2 separate regions of the Mus musculus genome follow, and region 2 is linked to region 1. The links are chromatin contacts, called in public promoter capture Hi-C maps. All regions are on one chromosome and are shown on one strand. Each heading gives the region's core, a stretch centred on a gene start, on an enhancer-like site or on the middle of the called end of the contact. The rest is flanking DNA. Distances are from core to core; before and after follow the strand shown. Region 1 holds the start of Nat8f4 (N-acetyltransferase 8 (GCN5-related) family member 4). Region 2 holds the start of Tgfa (transforming growth factor alpha).

Region 1 (2,832 bases), core at 254-2,753:
TCTGAAGGAGAGCCTTGTCTGAGTTGACAAAGGAATCAGTTGGGTTGGCAGAGAACCAAGAGACACAAAGTTCACTGAGACCAGAGTGAAGACATTAAGACCTCTGAGCCTCCAACCATGTGGACATACATTTTGGAGCTAAATTGACAGTAGATTTAACAGGATTCAGGTGGGGCTGAACACCATGAGCACATGACTATAAAAGAATAACTAAGACCCTACTGGGGCAAGGCCATGCTTAGGAAACTCATGGCTTGTCTGTCCATGCTGCCTTCAGTTTTCTTTCATATGGTAAACCAGAAGCTGGAACCCAGGTCCTGGTGAAAGCTGCTGTTACCGACTGAAGGCAAAATGCTCCCTATAAGTTTATACATTTAAATATTGGTCTCCAAATGGTGTCACTGTTTTGGTAGGTTGTAGACTCTTTGAGGCCTAGGTAGCATTAAGTGGGACTACAGGAGTAGGCTACATGGTTATAGTCTACTCAGATGGGGACCTGAGTTCTGTTCCCAGCTTTACCCAGCAGCAAGGGCACATTCCTGCCAAAGCCAGAAGCTACTCCTGCTATGTCACAGACCCACCTACCCACCCATCCCCCAATACCCTAGCTTAGTCAATCCTCAGGGAAAAAGCCTATTTGTGGTCTCTTGTGCTACTGGAATTGAGTCTCTGCTGCAGAATAAGGATAAGAACCTGCAGTGGCAGGTCCTTGTTGCTTCTCACACATTCTGTCCTTGGTGGCCTCCTTAAGAGCAGTGCCTTGATCTTAAGCCATTCACTGCCTCCACAATGCCAAAAACAGGAGGTTTCACCTCGGTTTAACATAGTGTCCGGGAAAACTCAGTGTCCTGAGGAACGCCCCTCTTGGTTGAGGGTGTTAATGTGGCCCCAGTCTTCCAAGCACTCCTGGAGCTCCTTCAATCAAAAACACTCACTCACCTCCCCAAGTGGATGCCTCCCTAATTCCTCCTGAGAGCCCACTTGATAAGAGTCCAGAATGTTCTTGCAAAGGGCAGTGAATCTTCCCGTGGTGGTACTCTGTCTCCACCCCAGGGAGAACCTGAGGGTTTCTAAGGAGAGCCAGGAGGCTGGCTAAGAACAAAGGCACGACTCAAAACACCATTTCAATTTCCACCTTTTCCTGAAAAGCACCTGTTTTCCTCTCTGTCAGCAACTCAGGCTCTGTGCTGAGGAAGACTCATCGGAAGAAGGTGAGGGCGACACCCACCAGCATCTGAAAGACTTCCTGAGCAGCTCAGCAGCTCAGCAGCTCTCACCTTGGGCGGGAACTGTGTCTTCCGGAAGTGGCGGACTTGTTTCCGTGGGGAAGATCTTTCTGGGACGACCGAGACTAAAGGTGAGCTCCGCTCTCAGGAACTGACCCAGCGAGTGCTTCTCCTGCCTTGCGGACACTTTTCTCCTGAGATGGTGAGCAGACTCCTGGCCCAAGTTCACTGCGCCCCCTCCAAGGCCAAGTGTGAGAGCAGGTGTAAGAAAGGGGTGCGCGCCTCAGCGCTGCTCTGGACGCGCGGCGCCCCCTGGCGGCAGGATCCGAGGCTGAGGCAGGATCAGAGAGCAGAGGCCACTGAAGATCTTGTGCTTGTAGGAGTGTGTCTCTACTGGTCTCTAAGGCTTCATGCTCAGTAGGTACTCAGACTTTGCCTTCAATCACGATGTTTCTAATTAAAAAAAAAAACACTCATTTCACTACTTTAATAATCTTGTGTATACAACATACCTCGAGGTCATGAAACTACAGTCCATAAAGAGTCAGAGAAAAGTAAAACAACTAGATCAGTGTTACTCACCCACAGAGACCTGTGTGCAGAGCACATTTTCATTTGTGAGGATGCTTCAGGCTCTGAATAATTCTTATGATGTTTGACCCATGGCCAATTTGGTGGCCACCATCAGATTTCCCACGACAAACTGAAAAATGACGATGAGAACTACATGGAAAATATGTTCAACCACTTGAAAGGAAAGCTTGTATCTGAGAGAAAGGAAGCCCATGACTGAGGAAGAAGGCGGTCCAGAGATGTCTCAGACAGAGAAAACACTAGTTCCTTGTATTTTTTAGCTACTAGTGGTTTTGAAAGATATCTTAGCAAATGTCACTTCAATTCTGATATCATTGAAGAGGGTGGAAACAAATGTTACCTAACATCTCAAACGGAAAGTCATCAGGTTTGTCTAAACATTCTTCCTGACATAACAAGTACCTAAGCAATCAACACCGTTAGGGGCTGGGAAGACGAGGCAAGGAGTAATGCTCTTGCTGGACTCGCATGAGCACTGGGATGGTGAGAACCCCACACCCAGACTCTACTTGAAAATGCTGGGAGGGGTGGCAAGGGAGCCATAATCTACATGTTCAAGTCAGAGGAGGACTGTTAAGAGCTAGTTCTTGGGCTGGGCGGTGGTGGCACACACTCAGCAGGTGGGAGGCAGAGGCAGATGGATTTCTGAGTTCGAGGCCAGCCTGGTGTACAAAGTGTGTTCCAGTACAGCCAGGACTACACAGAGAAACCCTGTCTCTAAAAAACAAAACAAAACAAAACAAAACCTTCCACTGTGTGATCCTGGTGCTTTACTTGGCGTCCCTACCATGGAAAGAGTGGGATAAAGAGGTGGCAGGAACTCCTCAGTCAGTGTTGGTGTGAGGCTGCTACTGTCTGCACTACTAATGCCAGTGTCCAAGTTAGCCAGCTCCACAACACCTCTAATGCCCCACCACACTGTGAATGCCAGTGCAGGGATGAGCTGCCCCGAAGCAACCCTGTAAGCAATGCCAGTTACTAAACACATCCTCCACTTTGGCCTGTGTGCTGC
Region 2 (2,998 bases), core at 384-2,883, 290 kb after region 1:
CAGGAGCCAGAGGAGCAGGTCCTATATAGTTCTGGAGGATCAGACTCCAGACACACATGTACCATATACCATCAAAAAACTTATACAAGCAATATAAACTTTTTTTTTTTTCAAAAAAAAAAGGGGGGGGGGGAACTTGGAGCTTGGTGTGGCTCTACAGGTCTCAAATCTTGTCACTCTGGAGGTAGAATCAGGTAGATTTCTGTGAGTTCAAAGCCAGATGAGACTACATAGTGAGATCCTGTCTCCAAAAACATTAATCAATCAATTAAGACAAAAGGATGCTTGGACTTAACGCCATTTTGTTGTTTGTTGTTTGTTGTTGTTTGGCTTGTTTGGTTTTTTTGGTTTGGGAGGGGTTTTTTTTTCCTCCCCTAAAAGCTCATTTTGCTGCTTGGTTGGGCCCCCAGTGGGTGGCGCTAGAGAGAGATGGTGGAGACTTCAGTAGGTGGGGCCCTATTGGAGGAAGTTAGAACACTGGGAGTGTACCCTTGGAGGGGATATTGGGACCCACTCCCCTGCTTTTGAGCTGAGACGCATGCTCCCCACTATTGTGTCCTTCCCCTTCACAGACCCAAAGCTACAAGACTGGCCAAGGGAGCATGAACTAGAACAGAAAACCAAATCTCCTTTTAAGTTGCTTACCGCGTGCATTTTGTCTCAGCAACAGAAAGCTGGTTAATTAACACAGTACCCACACATTAGGGCCAATCGCTTGGGCCTTCTTTTGGAATCGACGAGGTCCTTTGTTCTTACAATAAACTGGAATTTTCAACTCTGAAACTTTGAGCATCCAGCTAAAGAGACAGCAAGAGAATCCCAAGTCCAACACACCCGACCAACGCCCCACCTGCTAGGAGAGTGGGTCTTCTCTCGAGCAGCTAGGCAGCAGGAAGCAGGAGAGGGGTCAGTCTGATTACTCTATGCCTAGTCGTGGTCTCTCTGGAGTTACTGTCCCCTATGGATGTGCACACACACACATCCCCAAACTCCCACAGGCCATTCATTCTCTATCCAAAAGAAGTCTTCCCTTCTTGTGTTTCCCTCTCATAGTTCATATTCAGGGGCCATCTCAAAGACACAACCCCTGAATGGGCCATCTAGCTGACCCCCACCACCAGCTTCTCCTTAGTTCTGCACTTAATTGTAACAAAGCCAGCTCTTGTTCCGGCTCCTGCTTCCCCGAAGCAGTGGAACAGTAGGGTTGATGCGAGATTAAGTTCATGGTACACAGAGATTCCCTGATCTTCACAATGTATCTGGAGACTCAGAGTGGGGCCAGCAAGGATGGGGACACAGGTGGAAATTCGACTTTAATGAGTGTTTGGCTGACTATGAAGAGAGCGCTTTTCTTGAGTCAGACCTTGCCAGGTAACTGGCCAAGCTCCTGGGTCTCCAGTCTCCTGCTCAAGCGTGTCTTGGAGAAGCCCCTAGCACAGGTGACTGGATCCTGAGCGACTCCGCTCCGCCGCCTACAGCCTGGACGCGGCTACTACGCAGGGGACTCGGGCGGCGACCCTGGGCGCAAGCACTGCAGGGAGGTGTCTGAAGCCAGGCGCTTCCTGCCTGGCCCTTGGCCCAGGGTGGTGACTGGCTGTCGCGATCGGGGCGCAGGTCCCCGCCCCCGGCTTCCAGTCCCCACCCCTGCGCCTTCGGGGGCGCCCCATCGCGGGAGGGTGGTCCGCCTCTCCCCGGTCGCCTAAGGCAGAGAGGTGGCGGGAACCTCCACCTCTTTCCCGTTTCCGCCGCGGGCAGCGCGCCGGCCAGTGCCACCGGGAGGCGCGGTCGTCCCTCCGCCCGCGCGCCGGGGGGCCGGCCCTGTCGCCTGCGCCTTTTTCCCCCGCGCACACCGCGGCGGCGCGCGGCTACTCGCCAACCGCAGGGAGCGCGGTGGCTGCAGCACCCTGCGCTCGGAAGATGGTCCCCGCGACCGGACAGCTCGCTCTGCTAGCGCTGGGTATGTAGGCAACACCCGATGTTCCCGGGCCGCTCCAGCCTGATCTCTGCGTTTCTCTTGAGTCCGCTTGGGAGAACAGAAGAGAGGCGGGTGTTTGGAGTGGGTGGGAGCGTGCGAGCCACCGGGAGTCACCAAGAACTGTGAAGTGGGGGACAGTCTTAGCGAGGTGGCCGCCGGGAGGTGAGATCCGGCCTGAACTTTACTCTGCGCGTCGTCGGCTCGCCGGTGCCCACGCCCTCCTGCCTACCTGCTGGTCGCCGAGCCGGGCTTCTTCAAAGCCGCCTAAGCGCAGGTTGTCCCAGTGCGACCCCTAGGTGGCCCTGGCCTGAGCCCCTTTCGAGTCCCTGGGGGCGGGAGCATGCGTTGCGCATCCGTACCCTTAGCCTTCGACTTGAAGCTCTCCTAGGTGTTGGGTGGGTTTGTGATTTTATTTTCTTTTAATTTTTTAATTTTTTTTTTGGTGCGGATTAATTGTCCTGTTAATGAGCTTACATGGGAGTCTTGGTGTCCCTGTCAGAGGAGGCGGGAGTAACACCTGAGTATAACCAGTTTCCTCAGAGTTGGTTCTTGGACATAAACGCGAGTGGGGGAGGGGACAATCGTCCCCCTCTAATCCCCTGGTGTCTGGGTGGTGGGAGGAACGGCCGCTGCGAAGCTCGAAGCTCGCAAGTGTGTGTTGCTACTCTCAGCTACCTGGTGCAGAGTCTGTTTGACAGAGTGGACTGAAGTACCCGGGTGTCCCAGTCACTGCTGCCGCCTTGTGAATCTTTCTGTCTGATGTTTTCAGCATTTAAAACCCTGTAAGAGGGCTGAAGCTGTAAGTCAGTGGCCAGAGTATTTCAGGCACCAAACCCTGGGTAGGATTCCCCGCCGGGCTCGTGACCCCAGTGCTCAGAAGGTAGAAACAATAGAATCATACTACTACCCTCAGCCATATATAGCGAGTTTGAAACTGAGAACCTGGTTCTAATTAACTATTAATAATTAAAGCCTTAGAAAGTAAGATGTTTGCAATCGTCCCCCACCCCCCCCACCCCCCGC

Evidence for each region. Promoter capture Hi-C pulls out the DNA fragments that hold promoters and counts their contacts.
Region 2: a promoter capture Hi-C map of liver shows a contact between it and region 1, with 2.9 times the contacts expected there. The contact joins the promoter of Tgfa here to the promoter of Nat8f4 in region 1. A contact is called at or near these places in 5 of 39 promoter capture datasets (the HPC-7 cell line, hippocampal neurons, liver and 2 more) and 1 of 115 datasets of contacts at active chromatin or transcription factors (pancreatic cancer cells).

The regions. Positions count from the first base shown.
Region 1 is chr6:85,903,435-85,906,266 of GRCm38.p6, forward strand. It overlaps Nat8f4 (N-acetyltransferase 8 (GCN5-related) family member 4), which reads right to left and starts at 1,504. Exons shown (of 4, transcript NM_029331.3): 1 at 1,278-1,504.
Region 2 is chr6:86,193,589-86,196,586 of GRCm38.p6, forward strand. It overlaps Tgfa (transforming growth factor alpha), which reads left to right and starts at 1,634. Exons shown (of 6, transcript NM_031199.5): 1 at 1,634-1,957. The coding sequence starts at 1,918.